Linked DNA regions of Mus musculus: regions 1 and 3 are each linked to region 2. Evidence: chromatin contacts called from public promoter capture Hi-C data. All regions are on one chromosome and are shown on one strand. The core of a region is the stretch at or near the end of the contact, and the rest is flanking DNA. Distances in the headings are between cores, read along the strand shown. Region 1 holds the start of Mfsd10 (major facilitator superfamily domain containing 10). Region 2 holds the start of Letm1 (leucine zipper-EF-hand containing transmembrane protein 1). Region 3 holds the start of Fam193a (family with sequence homology 193, member A).

Region 1 (3,691 bases), core at 1,032-3,531, 850 kb after region 2:
GACAAGACCCAAACGGCGTAAGTTTCTGAGTCCTGCAAGTCAACACAGACCACAGGTTGATCGTTGTTCATGCTGGTTGGTCAAGACTCTGAGAGCTCAGTCCGGGGTAAGCCTCCTTACTGTGCTCAGCAGGCGGGTCCTGACTGTGAGTGACAGCCGCAAAGCGAAGCAGGGCCAGGGGGCTGAGCAGGTGGGCAGCAGTGTGGAAGCCCAGGGTGACAGAAGATGCCTGTGGGAGAAAGCGAGGGCTGGCCAGGAGGCTGGGAGCACACAGCCTGGCAGCTTAGGGACCAGGACCTGTCAGATCCCAGAAACCCAAGAGGTGTTGTGATGTTAGCAGCTTGAGGGCAGGCCAGTCTCCCCTGCCAATGGTACAGATAAGAAAGGAAACCCCTTCCAACCCTCAGGAGCCCTCACCCCTCCGGGGACCCGGGCCTACCCGCTTTTCCTGGGGCAGTGTCTCTGGCAAGAAACAGAAGATGAACAACATGTCGGAGATGGCAAAAAGTAGGCTGATCCAGGGCACCATTTCCACAGACAGGAATGCTCCCAGCATGGGACCCAGAGTAAAGGCCAAGGAGAAGGCTACCCCGATGACTGCCTAGGGAAAAGACCTGAGCTAGGCATGGAGTCTGAAGCCCAGACATCAATCCCCGTTCCCTAGGTCTGTTCACTCACCATGCCTTGGCTGCGGGTTGGAGGTGAGCCCAGGTCAGCGACAATGGCTGTGGAGAGGTTAACGTTCCCCTTGCTGATGCCTCCGATCACCCTGGAGGCCAAGAAGGCCTTAAAGCTCCGAGAGGTAGCCCACACTGCATAGGAGATGGCCAAACCTGTCTGCCAATGGGTGGAGGCCAAGTGGCAGGATCGGTCACTTCAGGCCAGGAAGCACCCAGAGCAAGGCAGGCAAGCATATAACCCTCAGACCCGGGCCACTTGTGTCCCTGTACTTTCCTTAGGTGTATTTAGCTTGGTGTAACACCAGGGGCCAGAAGATCCCTCTAGAAGGGATGGGAGCCCACTGTTGGCAGGGGAGCCCCACAGCTGCATTCTCCCCTCTGCCTGTTGACAGCTGGCTCCAGAGGCTTACCAGGGACAACATCATCACTGGGCGCCTCCCCAGGTAATCAGAGGCAGCTCCTGTGAGTGGTGCGGAGAAGAACTGCAGGAGGGAGAAGGCCGAGCCGATGAGACCTGAGAGACAGAGGATCAGTCCTAGAGTGTTGACCACACTTAGCCCTATATTCACAGGCCATCGACTGAAGCTCGGGTGGCCTCAGTTTAAAAAAAAAAGCCAACCAAAAACAAAAAGACAAAACAAAACAACCCCCTCCCCCAAACAACAACAACAACAAAACCAACCCACACCTTTCAGTTAAAGGAGGCAGGAACCCAGGGAGGATGATTGACCAAGAGCCTAGGCAGAACTAGCTCTCCAAAAAAAGGTTGTGGGCCCCAGCATGGCACACAGCGACATACCTCCGAACAGGACACTGTTGTACCTCTTTTCCGCTGGCATCCCGATGGCTGAAGCAAACCAGTCTACCCCACGCTGCCAGGAGCCATAGAGGGGGTCCTGGGTAAAGAGGAAAGTAACTCCAGCTGGATAAATCTGTGATAGGCTAGGCATGGGGAGAGCTCCCGCCTTGGGGGAGGGGCTTACTTGTTCGCGGCCGTGTCTCTCCAGCAGCCCAGGCAGCAGAGGCAGCAACAGCGTGAACGCCAGGAGGTCGAGTAGCAGGCCGAGGAAGAGCACGATGATCACGCGACGCTCGGACGCGGGCCGAGGCCGTATAGGCGGACGAGGCGTACAGCCCGCATCCCCTGCCCAGCCCATGGTGGAAGCTCCGACCCTGCTGGGGGAAGGAGGGTGTGGTGATGACGGCCCCGTTTACCTGACAATTGAAAGCTGAATTTGCAGGTTCTTGCCAGACAAAACGGAAGTGGTTCCAATGCGGTCCTGGCACACCCTTCAAGGCCCGACTCCCTTACCAACCTAGGGCAGCAGTAAGCTCAGGGCCGCAGTGGTCAGGGCGCCCCCTGTTGTGAAGCGGGTAACGGGGAGAAGACGGGAATCCCTGGTTGGGGAGTCGTAGGCGCCCTGAGCTCCTGTTCGTGTACCACTTCGGCCTCCTCACACGATATCGAAACCTTTGCTTCCCACCTACCCAGCTGGGACCTGTGCACACGTGCCGCAGCTCCAGGCGGGGACAAACGGGTGGATGAACAGGGAACCTCCCTGGATAGCAGCCACACCCCGGAGGCTTCGGAACAGGCACCTCCTCTTCCGGGAGGCCGTGCTGTGGCGGGAACTGGGTTTGGAGTCTCCCAGCAGCCAAGTATAGAGAAGGCTTGCAGGCTTCCAGATGCATTAGAAGCAAGCGGTGAAGTTCTGAAGAGCTAAGTGTATGTAAGAGACAGCTTGTCTGTGCAGTTCAGTCTCCTTGGTACCTATATATCTTTCTTTTGAATCAGGGTCTCATGTAGCCACGGTTGACCTTGAATTCCTGACCCTCCTACTTTAGCTTACTCTAAACCATGCTGGAGTTGGGGATGGTGATGCCCACCTCTAGTACCAGCACTCGGTGGAGACAGAAAGAACAGGATTCAGGATTTAGTCATCCTCAATCAACTCTGAAGTATGAGAACAGCTGGAGCAAAGACTCATCTTTTAGATAGATGAACCACTAAAGTCCTATCCCTTCAGTGCTGTTAACCTGTTGGAGCCATACAGTCCACACTGACTCTTTCCCAGAGGACAACACCGGATGCACTCGAGTGATAGGCTCTTCTAGCTGGATTGTGTTCCCCTTCTGACGACACAGGACAGTATCTGGAGGCTCTATAAACTTTTCCTTGGCATGTTCCTCCTCATAGATTGCTCAATCTATGCCCAGTATCAGATTTGGCCACCCTGCTTCTTGCTGCAGTTGGCTACACAGAGCCATTGTACGGCAGAGCCCTGTGGCTAATTCAGGCGTGGAGGAAGCTGGGGCTGGATGGTAGCCTAGCTGGTGCGTGTGTCAGGCCCAGGCCCCTCGTGGGTCATGCAGCCTCTGTCCCAGAAGAATCACAGGGAGAGGTGACAAGGTGAGTACTGTTGGTAGATGTAGCCCCTGTAAGCCAAGCTGCTGAGCCCAATCTCCCTTCAGGGTTGTTCTTGACCAGCACTTTCTGAGCTGCAGGATGCCCACAGCCATTCATTCTGTGCTCCAACAGTGGCTTCACCACATCCAAAACGCAACTCCTACTCAGCACCACCAACCCTCGCACAAGATCTCACACCTCAGAGCCATAGCAGGTGACAAGGGCCAGGCTGGACGTAAGGATTCAGTCCTGTTCTGTCATGTGTGATAGGTGATCTGATAAGTGTGTGGGAAGGCGACTTCACTGTAAAACGTATATAATGTACTTACCCACACTATGACAGCTTGTCAGTTTTATGGACAACTGCCTAAATGTCATTCTGTGTGTGGCTATCATCTAACAGTGCAGAGCTCTCACAGACATCCCCAACCTGTGTCTGAGCATGGCAGGGAGATGGGACCCCACACTCCACAATGAACCCCCAGAACCCTTCATTACAACACACCACACAGCCTTGCTACATTACAAGACAATTTATTTTTTGAACTTTTTCCTCTTAAGAGCCTTCCATTCACCTTCTTGCGTGGCCAGGCTATTAAAAAGC
Region 2 (3,521 bases), core at 495-2,994:
CTCCCACACACCCCAGGATCATTCAATCCCGCTTCCACATACCAAGTGTCTTCCTCTCACCAAGAACAGCACAGAAAGGGGAAAGGAAAGGATCTTCAGGGTGGACACTTGGCAAGCACACTTCCGCTGGGGAACCAGGTCAACTCAACATCAACAAGAGTAGCTGTGGGGCCTTGGCTTCATGAGATGAGCAAGGCACACTTAAAACCTCTCCAGGAACCCATCAGCAGAACACCAAAAGAGAAATCTTACAACACACCTGACCTAAGCACTCCTCAAAACTGTCAAGGTCATGGAAAGCAAACATAACCTGAGAAACGGTTACAACTTGAAGAGCCAAAAGGACAAATGTAATGTGGTGCCATGGAAAAATATAACGAGAAAATCAGAATAAAGTATGTCACACAAAAGTGAAGAAGAAGGTAAGTACTCAAGAATAAAGAACACTTTGATACAAAGTTGGCCTCAATTTATCCTCTAAGACTAAAAAGTCAGGATGTCCATCCTGTGCCTGTTGGCTCTGGGCACATCATTACAGGGAGAGCAGGGGCTTGCTACCCAGTAATGCTCTATTGTTCCACATCTAACCAGCTGACAGGAGTCTAACCACTGTCAGGGAAGCAGCATTTTTGTTCCAAGGGAACTGGGTTAACTAAAGAAAACATTCTTGTGCCTGGAATAATAACACACACACACAATATCAACTAATTTGAAAGCCATAAACATGCCAGAGAAATAAGAAAAGGCAGAAGTACATTATGGTATCCTGAACAAGTCAACAGGTAGACAGCGCTTATAGCAGAGACAGCTTGAAAAACCACACCAAACCCAGGGACACTCTGCTCTTTCCACGCATCCTAACTGGTTTTGCTGTTTGTTTTTAAGACTGGATCTTGTGCCCTGCCTGGCCTGAAATTTTAAATGGTCTGGAGTTCAGAGATTCACATGCCTCTGTTTCCAGGGTGCTGGGGGTAAAGGTGTGTGCCCCCATGCCTGGCTCCACACCATACCCGACTCTCCAATACTGTTAAGGTGACAAGAACTGTACTTCTACCAAGAAACCATAAGGTCTTGGGTCCCACTCTCACAGGCTGTTTCAACCTTACAAATAGGACACATATAAGTTTCCTTGGAAAGCACGGTCATCAGCCACCCCACCCCAGGGAGTGGCCCACTAAGCTGGCATCAACCACAACCCAATCTCCTTGTCCCAGAGTTCTGGCTTCCAAGCCTGAACTGGCCAAAGGGCAGGACAGGGCTCGATTCATCTTCGAGGGGAGCGGCAGGGAAGCCACGGCCCTAAGGAACTTTCTCAGCGCCTCGGTCGGCAGCAGTGACCTGCGGCGACCTGGGCAACTAAGGTCACAGGAAGCTGTCCAGCACAAGCGGCTCAGAGCGGCCCGGTGCTTGTCATTGCCGCGCTGCCTCGGGGCACGGAAGGGGGCGTCCCGCGCTGGCTCCCGGTCGCCCACAACAGGTCGTTTGCGCAGCACCAGCTTACCCCGCGGGGAGGCGGCCCGAGGTGGCGCGAGGCGGGCAGGCCCCCGGCCCCGGCAGCTCCTGAGCAAGATGGACGCCATGCGCCCGCCGCGGCGGCGTTCTATAGCTGCCTCAGCTTCCTCGGCGGATCTTGGCCGTCCCGGCGCCTGGGCCCAGCCCGCGCGGACGGTTGACGGCAGAGGTTGGCTCCGGCAGCAAGCGCTCAGCTCAAGGACCCGGCATCCGCAGCGGCCATGTCCCGGCACAAACGTCCGTAGGCGCGGGGCGGAACAGGCCTGGCCGGCACGGCTCCCATTGGCCCTGCGGCACCCGCCCTGGCCAGGTGAGGGGCGAGCCCGCCCAACAGACTACAAGGCCCAGCGTGCATCCGGGAGGCTTGCCTCTCCCGACTACAAGTCCCAGCGTGCGCCGAGTCTTGGGTTTTCTTGATGAGCTCAGATCTATCTGGAGTTCCTCTTGCATCTTAGCAGTGCCTAGCTTCTGATTTGGGGCTGCGGGCACAGAGGCGGCAAAAGAACTGGCATCTATTTTCATAACTACTAAGCCCTATATTATACTAGCCCATAGCAGATGGCTCATGGGACTTTAAGGAAGGGTGGTGGGTAGGGAACATAACTCTGCGAGGCTGTTAATTGGTCCCACCTCCTTGCTTCGCGTCAGGACGAGCAACCTTAGTAGTGGGCTGCACTCCTGGCAGGTCCCCTCTATGGTAGCTCACAGCCACCCCTGCCCACTCCAAAATAGACCTGGCAGCATCCTCTTCTTTAAAGGGTGGTGGCTGGAATGGCAGGCTTCAGGATTGTGGAAACCCAGGACTATACACACTCTGGTGCTCCAGAGCAGCCACCCTCTCCACAGATCTGTATCCCGACCCAGGGACACCAGACCGTTCCTGGAGACTTCCCTCACTGCTTTCCACCTCCTGCCTTTGTGGAATGCCTTTTCCGTTCCTTCTACGTTCCTGTGGGAGTGAACTCAGAATAGTAGGTGAAGATCTTCAGTATGAGGTTAATGCATTTTTTTTTTTTCTGATGAACAGGTGCTCAAGTCCTAATTCCAGCTGGCTCCCAGCGAGGACGCTTCACTAGTATCCCAGCACAGCCCATTGGGAAGAAGTAACCTATCTGGTCATTTTCTGAATCAGAACCTAAAAGCTGGGCCAGTGTAGGCCAGAATCCCTATCTCAGGACTCAGGTGGCAGAGAATCTCCTAAGACGTTTGGAACCTCTCTTGTGCACACGGTAATGTACATTGTGGGCATCAGATACAGAATTAAGTCAAGTGTAGGGATTCCCTGAAAGGGCTGATGACCTAAACCAAAGAACTGAAGTTTCTTAGCCAAGCTGAGAAACTTCCACCAATAAGAACACTTGCCTGACCAAAGAGGAGGAGGAGGAGGAAAGCAAAGCCAAGCCAAAGTAGTAATGACAACTGAGGAATACCGAATGGCTGAGAAGCACCTAAAGAAATGTTCAACATCCTTAATCATCAGGGAAATGCAAATCAAAACAACCCTGAGATTCCACCTTACACCAGTCAGAATGGATAAGATCAAAACCTCAGGTGACAGCAGATGCTGGTGAGGGTGTGGAGAAAGAGGAACACTCCTCCATTGCTGGTGGAATTGCAAGTTTGTACAACCACTCTGGAAATCAGTTTGGCAGTTCCTCAGAAAATTGGACATAGTACTACCTGAGGACCCAGCTATACCACTCCTGGTCATATACCCAGAAGATGATCCAACATGCAATAAGGACACATGCTCCACTATGTTCATAGCAGCCTTATTTATAATAGCCAGGAGCTGGAAAGAACCCAGATGTTCTCAACAGAGGAATGGATACAGAAAATGTGGTACATTTACACAATGGAGTACTACTCAGCTATTAAAAACAATGAATTCACCGGGCACTGGTGGTGCACGCCTTTAATCCCATCATTTGGGAGGCAGAGGCAGGCAGATTTCTGAGTTCCAGGTCAACCAGGGCTACACAGAGAAACCGCCTCAAAAAAACAAAAAA
Region 3 (3,666 bases), core at 913-3,412, 590 kb after region 2:
CAGCCTCTTGACTACTGGGATAAAAAGCATGTGCCATTTTACACACACACACACATATATGTATTATTATATATTACACATATAAATCATATTTTAAGTATAATATATAATATAAACATATATATTACATAATAAAACACTATATATTATGTATATGATATTCTGCCTTCTGTTGGCTTCAGGTATACATGTGGTACATATACATACAGGCAAGCAAGCACTTATTCAAATTTAATTAAAATATATAAAACGAAGTATGCATCTCCATGGCATTCCCTGCTTAAAAGCCTTCCATGGCTCTCCCAGGTGGTTAGAATAAAACGAAGCTGGTGGTGGCACACACTTTTAGTCCCAGAACATGGAAGGCTGAGAGGCAGGAGGATCTCTGAGTAGTATAGTCTACATATCAAGTTCAAAGCCAGCCAGAAATATACAGTGAGATGCTGTCTGAAAAACTGAAACAAAAGCAAAACCGAAAAACCAAACCAAAAACTCACCCAACCAAGCAAACAAAACAAACACCAAACCAAAAACAACAACAACAAAAAAAACCCTCTTCGGCCTCCTTATAGAAGCTTAGAGATTCTGTGAATTCATTTGCTCTAGAAACAAAGTGTCTTTGTACATACACTTATGTTGGTGCCCAAAGTTATACCTGAGCTAGAATCTGGGCCTTGCCTCTGAAAACTAGAGTGGCTTTGGGCAACATCCTTAGCACCTATAAACCTGTTTCTTATCCATAGACTATGACTAATAGCACCTCTCAGGAGAGTGTATGTGTGAATGGAGATTTGACAGAGAATGACTGCACTGCTGGACAAATGGTCATTCATTCACCTAGCAATTACTGGAGTGCTGCATGCCCAGCCCTGTGCCTGCAAGGGGTTGGGATTATGGTGGAGGCAAGCACTTCTATATCCTGTGCCCTCTAGGATACTAATGACACTTAAAAATTTCAACTCCATGCCAATGTGCCAAGAACAGAAGAAAGCAAAGTGGTTATGGAAGTAGGGAGGCATTCAACTGGACTCCTTAGATGAAATGGAGGGAAGGGGCGGTCCTGACACTGCCCACCTATGGAGTACTGAGGGAGATTTAGCCTGGCATCCTACTACACTTTAATATCAGAGCTATCCAAGACCTGTTTGGGTGAGGGACCTTCATTCTATTGGGAAGTTAGTCATTGAAACGGGGTTCATCACATTGGGCTGCTCAGGTTTGGGGTGAAAAATGGGTCAGAATTGCTGAATTGGGCCAGAATGACTAACTAGGAGGTAATAGGAGATGGTTCAGGAGCGCATGTCTGTATGTCGCAATGCTAATCTCAACAGATAGCACTTGGTTCCACTGATGGAATCAAAAATAGGTATGAACTGCGGGAAACCTTTGGTTTGGGTCCTTGTACCTATAGGCGATAAGCAGGGCGCCAAGGAACAAGGTTTCTAGGTAGTGGTCCAGACTTCTGTCCTGAACTAAAGTCCTCCTGGTATGTGGTGAATGGAAAGTGATGAATAGCATGGGCGATGGCCTGAGGAAGCGCTCCTTTAAGTATGGAGACTTTAAAGAGAAGCGAGGAAGGAGTGAGGCAGGCTCCTGCTTACTGCAGGCCTTGTCAGCGCAGATGCAGTGAATTACCAGTCGGCGGATGCCGGCCCTCTTTCCACTGGCCCTGGCATAGGCCAAGGTCACACAGCGACAGGTGAAAGGGGCACGCTCGAACCTGGACTGGGCCAAAGTCAGCAGGGCCCACTACGAGCAGGGCAAGAGCTTGGGTCTTTGGCAGGAGGCTGTACTAAAGGAACTGAGAGACCGCCAGAGTTGGAACTGCGAGACCCTCTTGGACCCCGCCCGCCTCCAGCTCCGTCCGTGCGCGGACTACAGATTCCACAGGGCCACGCGGCGCCGGACGTCACCCTAGGCACACCCTCTCCCCGCACGACTAACTGCGCGTGGCCCTACGGGAGTCGTGGTCCCGCCCCACACGCCCGGGCGGAGCCGCGGGCGGCTGGAACTACAGCTCCCGGCATGCCTCGCGCGTGGCGTCGGGGGCGGGGTCCCAGGCCAGGGGCGCGCCGCCCGGGAGGGCGGAGTGCGGGGGGCGGCCGCCCGCGCCCCTCCCCCTGCCGCTGCTTCCCCCCTCCCCCGACGTAAACTGGGATCCCTTTCCCCTTGTGTCCGCCATATTGGACTCTTAACTCTGGTCAGCGGCGGCACCGGGCCCGGTGGACTCGCGTCGCTCTCGCCAGCAGCTGCCCCTCAGATCCCGTCCGCCCCGCCCTCCCAGCCCGGGAGGAGACCCCGCGCCGCGCCCCCCGCCCGGCCGGCCGCAGCGCCCGCCGCCGCCTCCGCCTGCCCGCCGCTGCCGCCGCCGCCCGCGGCCCGGCGCCCGCCCGCGCCCCTTCCCCGCCCGCCGTCCTCCGTCCCTCACTCCCGCCATGAGCCCGGCCGACGCTAAGCGCGGAGCCAAGCGCCGGAAGAACAAGCGCGGCGGCGGCGGTGGCTCGGGTGGCGGCGGCTCGGGCGGCAAGGCCGGCTCGGCGGCGGCCCTGCGCGGCCCCCAGGCCCCGGGCCCCGGCGCGGCGGGCCTGCTGGGCGGCGCGGCGGCCCACGGGCCTCTGGGCGCGGGTGCGGGCGGTGCCGCCGGAGGCTACTTCGAGGTAAGCAGCAGGGGTCCGCGGGCGGGAGCGGCCGCCGCCCCCTCACGAGCGGCCGGGCGGGCGCGGCCGGCGGATAACGGGCCGGCGCCTGCCTAGCTGACAGCTCCTCCCGGGCGCGAGCGCGGCGGAGGGAGGGCGGCGCCGGCGGGACCCCCGAGGCACACCGACTGTGGCCTTGAAAAGTGCCCCCTAGAAGTTTCTGGGTACCGCCTGGCGCACCACGGGCGCGGCTGTCTTGCCCTCTGTGCCTGCTGCTGTAAGCTCTCGGGAGCCGCCGGGGTCTCTTTCCTCAGGAGTGTCAGCTGAGGATAGTCGCAAGGGTTGGGGTAACTATTTTTTCAGGTTTACTTACGCAGGCATGCTGTGGATGGACCGCTGTCTCTTTTATTCTGTTTCAGAAGATAGTGCTGGTACGTGGGATGCAGTTGGCATAATCGGTTCTATAGATTGGATTGGCCACCGAATGATTATGGGTTTCTCTCAAGTTGCGTTCTTGTAAGGTTGCTAAAACAAGTTATCTTCTTTTAAAAAGACATCCACAGTGAAGAAACCAAAGCTTTAAGGGGTATTTGTGTGCCAAGTCATGAGGCAGATTTTTTTTTTTTTTAATGAGATTCGGAATATTGTGTTGGCACAGTATGTATTGAGAGCAGTTGAGAAAATTGTTGGGGATGGGCATGGGTTTTGATGCTCATGTTGTTGCAAGAAAGTACAGTAATGGATAAATACTTAAGTTTTCCTTATTTGTTCCCGGTGTTCTCTGCAGTTTTGGTGCAACTTTGGGAGCTTTCTTCGCGGAGTATTGTTACATTTGTTTAGCATCTGGGGTTTGTCCTTGGGTTTGAGTTTCCAGAGTTTGGCCTTTTTCTTGACTCTGGACAGCTCTAGTTTAAAATGAGGTTGTGATTTTTCATTTTGGGACTTTGTGGGTCGCCTTTGCTTTTGCTGGAAGGGGAAGGTGGGAGGTTGGCCTGTTCGAAAGCTTTATAGAAAGGGTAATAGTGGTTGC

Evidence for each region. Capture Hi-C pulls out chosen DNA fragments and counts their contacts.
Region 1: a promoter capture Hi-C map of adipose tissue shows a contact between it and region 2. The contact joins the promoter of Mfsd10 here to the promoter of Letm1 in region 2. A contact is called at or near these places in 2 of 39 promoter capture datasets (liver and pre-B cells), 1 of 484 Hi-C or Micro-C datasets (embryonic stem cells) and 1 of 9 other capture datasets (adipose tissue).
Region 3: a promoter capture Hi-C map of liver shows a contact between it and region 2, with 2.3 times the contacts expected there. The contact joins the promoter of Fam193a here to the promoter of Letm1 in region 2. A contact is called at or near these places in 3 of 39 promoter capture datasets (liver, neutrophils and pre-B cells) and 1 of 9 other capture datasets (liver).

What each region holds. Positions count from the first base shown.
Region 1 is chr5:34,634,931-34,638,621 of GRCm38.p6, forward strand. Mfsd10 (major facilitator superfamily domain containing 10) reads right to left here and starts at 2,282. Exons shown (of 13, transcript NM_026660.3): 1 at 1,997-2,282; 2 at 1,664-1,853; 3 at 1,480-1,576; 4 at 1,091-1,194; 5 at 679-837; 6 at 440-601; 7 at 121-229; 8 at 1-32. The coding sequence starts at 1,837. Nop14 (NOP14 nucleolar protein) reads right to left here. Exons shown (of 18, transcript NM_029278.2): 18 at 3,606-3,691. The coding sequence ends at 3,622.
Region 2 is chr5:33,780,973-33,784,493 of GRCm38.p6, forward strand. It overlaps Letm1 (leucine zipper-EF-hand containing transmembrane protein 1), which reads right to left and starts at 1,745. Exons shown (of 14, transcript NM_019694.2): 1 at 1,502-1,745. The coding sequence starts at 1,580.
Region 3 is chr5:34,367,771-34,371,436 of GRCm38.p6, forward strand. Fam193a (family with sequence homology 193, member A) reads left to right here and starts at 2,163. Exons shown (of 21, transcript NM_001243123.1): 1 at 2,163-2,657. The coding sequence starts at 2,436.